2 separate regions of the Mus musculus genome follow, and region 2 is linked to region 1. A link is a contact called in public Hi-C data. All regions are on one chromosome and are shown on one strand. The core of a region is the stretch at or near the end of the contact, and the rest is flanking DNA. Distances in the headings are between cores, read along the strand shown.

Evidence for each region. Hi-C and Micro-C count contacts between places; a contact is called where the count stands out from the background.
Region 2: a Hi-C map of CD4 T cells shows a contact between it and region 1, with 4 times the contacts expected there. The contact joins the promoter of Ranbp1 here to the promoter of Clec16a in region 1. A contact is called at or near these places in 1 of 39 promoter capture datasets (cranial neural crest) and 1 of 484 Hi-C or Micro-C datasets (CD4 T cells).

Annotation. Positions count from the first base shown.
Region 1 is chr16:10,542,621-10,547,129 of GRCm38.p6, forward strand. It overlaps Clec16a (C-type lectin domain family 16, member A), which reads left to right and starts at 2,719. Exons shown (of 23, transcript NM_001204229.1): 1 at 2,719-3,022. The coding sequence starts at 2,943. Dexi (dexamethasone-induced transcript) reads right to left here and starts at 434. Exons shown (of 2, transcript NM_021428.4): 1 at 1-434. The coding sequence starts at 70.
Region 2 is chr16:18,246,480-18,250,988 of GRCm38.p6, forward strand. Ranbp1 (RAN binding protein 1) reads right to left here and starts at 2,215. Exons shown (of 6, transcript NM_011239.2): 1 at 2,069-2,215; 2 at 810-946. The coding sequence starts at 2,083. Trmt2a (TRM2 tRNA methyltransferase 2A) reads left to right here and starts at 2,404. Exons shown (of 12, transcript NM_001080999.2): 1 at 2,404-2,772; 2 at 3,007-3,554; 3 at 3,975-4,083; 4 at 4,341-4,509. The coding sequence starts at 2,752.

The sequences.
Region 1 (4,509 bases), core at 1,469-3,968:
GCGGTGGCTGCACGTAGGAGACCAGGGGGCCCAGAGCGTCCAGGTGGGCTGCGACCCGGGCGCCGGGCATGCAGGGGCCGGCGATGGGGGCGGCGGCCGGGCGATCCCAGCGACCTCAGCCGCTGCGGCGCCCGGGCGGCCGGCGAGGGGGCAGCTCAGCCATCCAGGGGGCGCCCCGGGGCTCGGTGGCGGCAGCGCTGGGCCCCGGGCGGCCTCCGAAGACGCTCCTTGACACCCCGAGATGCTCAGGGCCGGGTCACGGAGCCCCGGGATCGGGCCACACGGGCCGCTCGCCCCTCAGGGCCACCCCCCTAGAAGTGGCCAGCGACTCGCTTTGTACGCTGCGCTCGCGCGCCCCCGCCGCAGCTCAGAGTTGAGGCCGCTGCTGTCTCCCCGAGGCGTTCCTCAGGCACCTTCGGCGCCCCCGCAGGCTCACTGCCCATCGCTGCAGCCGCCAAGTCGCTCTGGGCTTCCCAGCACCGCCTACCCAGAGGCTCTTCATTCATTGGCCAGTCGCATGCTCGCCCGTATTTATTGGCTAGCTCAGTGCTCCACGTTTATTGGCTTGAGCTGTCCGGGGGCGGGTACTCATTTGCTCCGCCCCATGGGAGGTGCTCCAGTCTCTAAGTTGCTCTTCTGCAGTTGGCACTCCTTAGACTGCATCTCGAACTTAGGTATGGAGCGTCACCTTTTTGGAACTTAGTTTACCCCCTTTAAAATGATGCCGGGTGGAAAAGGAATGCCGGTAATTCCACTGAAAATCTTAGATATCCCCAAAGCGCTTTTGTTGTTTTCTTTTTCACGGTATAGTAAGAAAAAAAAATCAATTACTGAGTGCCTTTGACAGAGGCATTATAGGGTTCCATGACACCCGGATGGAAAGTACCACAAGCAGGTCAAATCTTCTGCCAATAAGGCTGCTTATTGTTTCTATTATTTTGCAGTCCATGTTTAAAACCAACCAACCAACCAACCAATAATGCTAAGTATATATCTGCTCAGATTCTTCGGTTTACAGACCACCTTTGTGCTTCGTCAGGAGGATGAGTTTGCGAGGGATCAAAACCAAGGTCTGTGTGTGCAAGATATAGACGAGATGTAGCTCTACATCTGTTTTTGAAAACAACAACAACAACAACAACAACAACAACAACAACAAAACCCAAACCCTGAAAACCCAGGGTCTCACCATGAAGCCTCTGGGTGCCCTGAAATTGGCTATAGACCAGGCTGTCCCAGAACATGTAGAGTTCCACTGCCTCTGTCTCCTGAGTTCTGGGATTAAGGTCTATCCTCAATTCTTACAAAGGCCTTTAATCTAAGTCACACTTAGGTTTATAGGAGCTGGACAAGGCAATGTAGTATATTCCCTTTTCACAGATGAGGAAAACAAATTCCAGAGAAATGGATTCTCGAAGCTGCTGAGTCTCTGTCATTTCCTTTGGAGGTCAGACATGTTCTTGTTCTTTCATGACTTTTACATGGGAAACCATTAGCCTGATGCCAGTCTACATCTCTCTAATTCTTGGAAGCAATGCAAACCATTCACTCTATCAATATTCATCTAAAAACGTGCTATGTGCAAATCTTGTCCTGGGCCCTGGAGAGAACATTGGTCCCTGACTCAACTCTTTTCCTAGGACAGTCAATGGGCTGTCACAGGGGTTAAATAGCTATGAGATGTAGAAATGAATAAATGAGAGGGTGTGGGGCACAAAATCTTGCTTCCCACCGAGGTTCCCACTTCCAGTCTGGGAAGGAAGTCCAGGTGTATGTAACCTTTCATGGAGATCTTGGAGTTCTCTTTCTTTCTTACTGAATTAGTTGGGAAATGGCATGAGTTTTCAATAATGACCAGAGGAAACCTCTGAAAGTTCATCGTGGTTAGCTTTACAATGCTGCTCACATCTTTACAAAATGTTTTAAGACTAATGTGCAAAAGAAAAAGGTTGTAAGGACAAACCAGAATGTTACTGATTGGTTTTGTCAACAGAAGCAAATAAGGGTACCTGGGCTTGAATCCTGCGTCTGTCACACATAAAGTGCCTCTGTGACTCAGTTTCCTGAATTGTAAAATAAGGTTAATAACAGCATCTACTTCATATGGTTGTGAGAATTAAATAATTAATCACTTAGGATAATGACAAATGATAATGTACTACTCAATGCTTTTTATTTTTAATTCTTATTATTGCGATATTGAAGGTTGCATCCATAATGCATAAGCCACATTCCCACCCCTTTAAAAAATTTTTTTAAAGAGTTAGACCCATCAAAATGGCTCAGCTGTTAAGCAAAGATGCTGACAAGTCTGAAGATCCGACTTCAATTCTCAGATCTCAAATAGTGGAAGGCGAGAACTTGCTTTCCAAAGTTTTACAGACTCTAAGTGCGTGTGTGTGTGTGTGTGTGTGTGTGCGCGCGCGCGCGCGCGCACGCGCACGTAATACTTTTTAAGAGAACTAAACCTTGCCAAATTGCCAAGGGTGGTCTCCAATTTTAGCTGGGGTTTCGAGACACTCTTCTAATCACAAAGCTAACAATAAATAAGGTCAGATAGTCTTACTCCGATTTCAGCAAACCGTTTCCGCCCACCTTGACAGTGCCCAGCCTCTTCCTTCCTCTTGTCCCGCCTCCTCTGGACGGTCGCGCGAGTCATGCCGGTCCTTGTAGTCCGTTCGCAGAGTCCTGTCGTCAAGAGCCTCGCCGGAGAACTTCATTTCCCAGATTTCCTCGCGGCGGCGGCCGTAAAGCGCGGCGGTCGAACGGCCGGTTCCGGCTGAATGTCAGTGCGGGGCTTTGGGCTGGGGAGCAAGGTGCTTGGCAGTCTCTCCACCGCCCCCGCCGCCGCTGGCTGGGCTTGAGATGTCGCCGCGGACACCGGGCCGCTGGGCGGCTCGGACATGAAACCGTGAGGCAGGCGACAGGGCTGGTCTGCGGACATGTTTGGACGCTCACGGAGCTGGGTGGGCGGGGGCCACAGCAAGTCCTCCCGCAACATCCACTCCTTGGACCACCTGAAGTGAGTGTGCGGGGCGCGCGGCGGGAAGGCCGCGGGGCCGGGCGCGGACGCCCAGACGCGGGCTTGGCTTGCGGGGCTCGGAGGTGCGAGGAAGACAGGGGTGCCGCGGGAGGGTTGTATGTTGGTTATCCGCAAGGCTTTGGAGTCAGGGCACCTGGCTTCGAACCCTGACTCTTTCACTTCTGGCTCTGTGTGTGACCTTGGACAAGTCGCGTGATTTTTCAGTCTCCAGACACCTAACCTGAAAAGTAAGGGCATCGTTGAGTTTTCGTTTTGTGGGCTGGAGTTGTCTTGATGTCCCGGGGACAGACAGTGGCCACTGGGCTTCTTGGGGTAGCACTTCTTGGACTGCATAGTTACGAGGCCATTGACCCGGCCAGATCTGGATTCGATTTTAGTTAACAGTATGCATTTAGGCTTCAGTTTCCTTCACTGTAAAACGAATAGAGTGACAGTACCACTTTTTGTGGTTATTTTTAGGATTGGTTGGATAAGAGAATGAAGAAAACGCACAGAACATGTACAAGTGCTCTAAAAAGAACATTGATTAAAAGAACACAAGTATTTTCAGAAGGAATTCTAGAGGGATAGTCAGCAGTAGCACCTTTAGAGAAGACAGGAGGCTTACAGAGTCCTGGGGAAACAGGGAAGTACACAGAAGAGGCTAGCTTTGGAGTTAGACCTGTGTTCAAATCCTGACTTAATGACTGTAGCTTTGGGCATATTTTCTCTCTCTGTCCTTCCAATTTGCCATTACCAGCTGGGAACTGGGAACTGTACAAGAATTGGGTAATGTTGAGCATGTTAAGTGATTGATTCAGGATTGCTCTACAGGAGTGGCTAACAGAGGCACTCAAGCCTTCCCAGCCCATTCCAGTTCCTTTCTGTCTCTAAGTTCCAGTCATTATACCCTTGCTGTCTTCTGTGGCTCTGTTTATTTTCACTTCCTTTCTAGCTTTTGTTAAACTGACACTCCCAAGACGGGAGAACCTGCTTGGTTTCTTTGCACTTATATTGCCAGAGGATTGGAAGGGACTACAAAGAGAGAGTGGTAGAAGACAGAGACCTTAGAGAAATGAGAGGCTCCAGGGAGAGAACTGGAGGTGGAGGTACCAAGGGGGGGCGGAGAAGGCAGTTTCAGAGGGGACCCCAGAAGCTTTGTATGGGGACAGGAAGATAGTGCGGTAACAACAGAAAGGAAGACAGGGGTCCCTAGAAAAGATTGGCAAGCTAAAAATTAGATGGGACTTCCCCTTTGATGTTGGGGTGTAGAATGGCTTCTTTCTGTCATGGAGCAAGGATTTAGTAAATGTTTGTAAATCTCCAAATGTGAAGAGCTGGATGATTTGGGGGTGGAGAGGAAAGAGGTAGAGGGCAAGAGTGGGGGTTGGTAGCAATTCAGAAATCTTAACCGGGATGGCAGATGGCCCGGAAAGGGAGTGGGGTGTGGATAAGTGGCTGTGAAGGGGAGGATGATTGTCCCGAGG
Region 2 (4,509 bases), core at 965-3,464, 7.7 Mb after region 1:
CCTTTAGTACATTGTGTAGATAGACATCAATGTAGGTAAAATGCCCATACACACATAACAATTAACAAGGGCTAAACAAACCTCAATCTTTGAGGATACAGTTAAGGCAACAGACAGCAAAGCAAAAACAAAGAAAAGCAAAGACTCTGCTCAACAAAGAAAGGGAGCCCCCACCCAGCAAAAAAAGTCTCACCATGTAGTCCTGGAACTTGGTTATATAGACCAGATTGATCTACAATCCACAGAAATCTACCTGCTTCTGCCTCCCAAGTGCTGAGACTAAAAGTGTGAGCCCCCACAGCCTGCTGGAGACACCCAGATGACACAGAACAGTGATGGGAACAACCTTCACATGACTGGCCACAAGGCAGCAGGATAACCTGGCAACATTTTTGGCTGAGAAATGGTTGAATTTTCATTGTAAGACTAGTCACCATACATCTCCAAGCACTTTCTTAAAACAGCCTTTATCAAGCTGGGTCCAAGCCATGAAATTCACAGAAATCAGTGTGCCCAGCCACCCTAGAATTCTTCTGTGCAGTTCCAGATAGAAATCACAAAGAGGCTATGCCAGAACATATCACTAAGGCTTATACCTGAAAGAGAAACAATACAAGGGACAGAATTCCTAGCTTGGCTGGCTCCTCTAGAAATTGAAGAGGTAAACATAAGTGGTCCAACTATGGTTGCTGGGTACTGCAAAATGTGAAAGAAATAGCCTGCAGAGACCTGCTTCCTGTCCACTCTTTTTTCTCTCTGTCTCAGTCAGCCTATCTAAAGATACTTCCAGGACCCCTTAACAGACTTACATCTTAAAAAGTTCCTCTTCATCTTCCTCCAGCGTTTTAATTTCTTGCTCGGGAAGAGAAACTATTGGCTCGAACTGGGGGTCGTGGTTGGACTCATCTGCATTCTCTGTGGAAGTATCATGGTCCTCGTGACTGTCCTGTGTAGAGAAGGTAGAGTGATGTTGCTGGCTGGTGGACTCGGTCCACAATGGGCATCATCAATCACAAATGGCATCTGGAAAATGCCTCCCCAAATTGGAAATTAAGCCTTTGGTTTTATCTTTCACATCATCTGATTGTATTTACAACCAGCATCACAAAAAAAAAAAAAAAAATCACAGGATATCATGAAACAAGACTGTGTATTTTGACACTCCTACACACTCAAACATCAATGGGTTACACACACCCAAGTCCTTGGCAAAGTAGCTTGGGAGAAACTTCCTCTTCTGTTAAAAAAAAAAATACCCACCATGAAAAAGAACATGATATACTCAAAAGGAAGAGCAGCCGTAACAGTTTTTACTGAGGGTTATCCAAGCACTTGTTAGTTTACAATCCCTCCAGCAATAATACCCAAGCTTGAAATTTTAAGCCGAAAGAAGCTAGGAAAAGTATGACAAATAAGCTCTAAGATTCTGACTCAACTTGGAGAATTACAAGGACATGCATGTTTAAATCTGACAAGATCACGTGCTTTGATAATATAGAGAAATCCCAGACTCACTACCTAACTCAACAGGATAAAGAAACAGAAACCTTTCGTTCGGTTTCTCAGCACTGCGGCTAAGCTGCGGCCGACACACGAGCCACCAACAAAGCCGCCCCCGCCCAGAGTCCGCGCGTCTAATATCTGTACCCTGCGCTGGGACGCGAGCTTTCCCCACCGAAGGCGCAATGTCCTAATGAATGAAGGGGTCTGCGTGCAACTGGAAGGAGGATTGCCGCCCCTAATGGGAAGATCACAAGTGGGCCACGACGGAGGAGATCGGCCACCTCCAGGTCCCCAGGTGAAGCCGGGAGCCCAGTTTGGGCATGGCTGTTCATCCGCAGACCACAAGGTCACGCGCCGCCCTGTAGACCCCGAGATCGGAGTCTTGGCCAGCAGCTCCCACTCGCGGACCCCCAAAGACCTCGAGCACCCCAGGCCCAGGCGCCTCGACAGGCCCCGAACCCGCAAGCCAGCGAGGGTTGGAGGCCGAGGCGCGGGCCGCCCACGTGGCCGCCCATAGCGGCCCTTGCCTCTCCGGCTGCCCTGCCCCACCCGGGCCTCGCTGTACCTTGGCGGCCGCCATGGGGGCGCGGCGACGGTGGCTCGACTAGCTCAGGCGTCGCTGGCTCGGCGGCCTCTGGGCGGCTAGTCGCAGCTCCTTTCCTCCGCGTCTGGCGCCGGCGCTCCCGCCCGTCCGCTCTTCCCTCCGCCCCCCGACCCGAACCCTGACCCCTGACCCCAGCGGCGGGAAACGCGCAGTGATTCAAAACCAGTGTAGCTTTATTGGCTCCGACAGCGGACATTCATTGTCCGGCCCGCCCCGCGCTTCCCGCCAAAACGCCCGCGGCGCATGCCCGGCCGCGCCTCAGCCCGGGGAGCGCGCTCTCCCGGCGACCCACGCGCGCACTTCCGCCTGCAGGCTGAGTGCCTCCGACGCTGGCGTGAGCGGCTGCTGGAAGGATCAGTCGGGACTCGGCGCGCGGCGGTGACGTCATCGGAACCAAGCCCTTAGAGAGAGGAGACGCAGCTAGTGTGCGCTGGCCAGCCGAAGGCAGGCGCAGCGTGTGGCCCTTGGGGACAGTGCATCCGCAAACCTCAGTCCCAGCTCTGAGCACCCGAGTTTTGAGTCCCTGTGTGGAGCTGCGGTCTACCTTCACGGCGGCGTACCTCGTATCTGCGCCCTTGTTGGGTGGGAGGCCGAGCCGGTGGTCCTCGTGAGCACCCTGGTCCGGGCAACAGACGAGCCAGGAGATGAGTGAGCCGGCCGCGGAAGTAAAGCAAAGGGAGACGTGCAGGAGATGTGGACGGGGTGGGCGGAGGTGGGTTGGGGCAGCAGTCATTACTGTCGGATCAAAGATAGGATGGGGGAGAATTGGGTCTCGAGAGTAAAAGAACGGGTTTCTCCAGGGCTTCGTGGAGTGTGCACTAATGGAGATCTGTCAGCGGTTTGGGGGAGCGAGTCATACCAATTAGAGCCTTCAGCCAGGCCCGTCTGTTCCCACGTAGGTTCCGGAGCCCATGGAGGACTGCGGCCAGGATGCCAGTGCTGTACCCAGCTCTGCGGCCCCACTATGTCAAAAAGAGGAAGCAGGGCCTGGGCCAGCTGCAGGGCCTGGAACGCAGCCTGGGCTCTACAGCTACATAAGGGATGACTTGTTCACATCAGAAATCTTTAAACTGGAGCTCCAAAATGTACCTCGCCACGCCAGCTTCAGTGACGTCCGGCGTTTTCTAGGCCGTTTTGGTCTACAGTCCCACAAAATCAAACTCTTTGGACAGCCACCATGTGCCTTTGTAACATTCCGAAGCGCTGCTGAACGAGACAAGGCCTTGCGAGTGCTGCACGGTGCTCTCTGGAAAGGCTGTCCGCTCAGCGTACGCCTGGCCCGACCCAAGGCTGACCCCATGGCTAGGAAGAGGCGGCAAGAAGGTGATAGTGAGCCATCAGTAACACAAATTGCCGATGTGGTGACCCCTCTGTGGACAGTGCCCTACACTGAGCAGCTGGAGCAGAAGCGACTGGAATGTGAGCGGGTGCTACAGAAACTGGCCAAGTGAGTGTGGTGCTGACATCCCAAGCAGAGCTGGGTTTTGCTCTTGGCCTGGTCCATTAGCCATGTAAGCAATTCAAGATACACACAGAGTTTATGTCAATGGTTCTGTACCATTGGTGGGAACCAGTGGGTCACCAGACTTTCAGAGGGGTTGCCTAAGACCATCAGAAAACACATTTACATCATGATTCACAACATTAGCAGATTACAACTACAAAATTAAAAAATGTTATGGTCGGGGATCACAACATGATTACAGGATCACAGGCACCATTAGGAAGGTTGAGAACCACCAGTCTGAAGTGGTCAACGAAAGAACTCATAAGGCCCACAACAGAGGGATAGTGAGGTCGCAAATGAATTGCCCAGTATGGATGGGGAACAGTGTTAAATCCAACCATGATGTATTTCATCCTGCAGAGAAATTGGGAACACTAATCGTGCCCTGCTACCCTGGCTGCTTTTACAGAGACAACAGCACAATAAAGCTTGTTGCCCCCTGGAGGGGGTCAAGCCATCACCCCAGCAGGTCAGAGAAATCCCATTCTGTGTGTATGGGGATGGGGGGGCTTGGGAGGCTGGCCCTTGTTCATGTCAATTTTATTATGCATATGCTCTTTGATATTTTTCTTGCTTTTCATTTCTTCCCAATGTTTGATAAGCCAGCAGTAAAATCTTGTTCTGTTACCCCTTGGGCAAATCTGGGTCTTTTGTTCACTATGGTATTTCTTCTTCCAGTGCTGGGTAATCAAGGTTGAGATCTGACTCTTTACTACACTCCTACAGACTGAATATCGTAATAAATGTGAATTCCTGGTCGGAGTTGGGGTAGACGGCAAGGACAACACAGTTGGCTGCCGGCTTGGCAAGTACAAGGGTGGAACATGTGCTGTGGCAGCTCCCTTTGACACTGTGCACATTCCAGAGGCCACTAAGCAGGTGGTGAAGGCCTTCC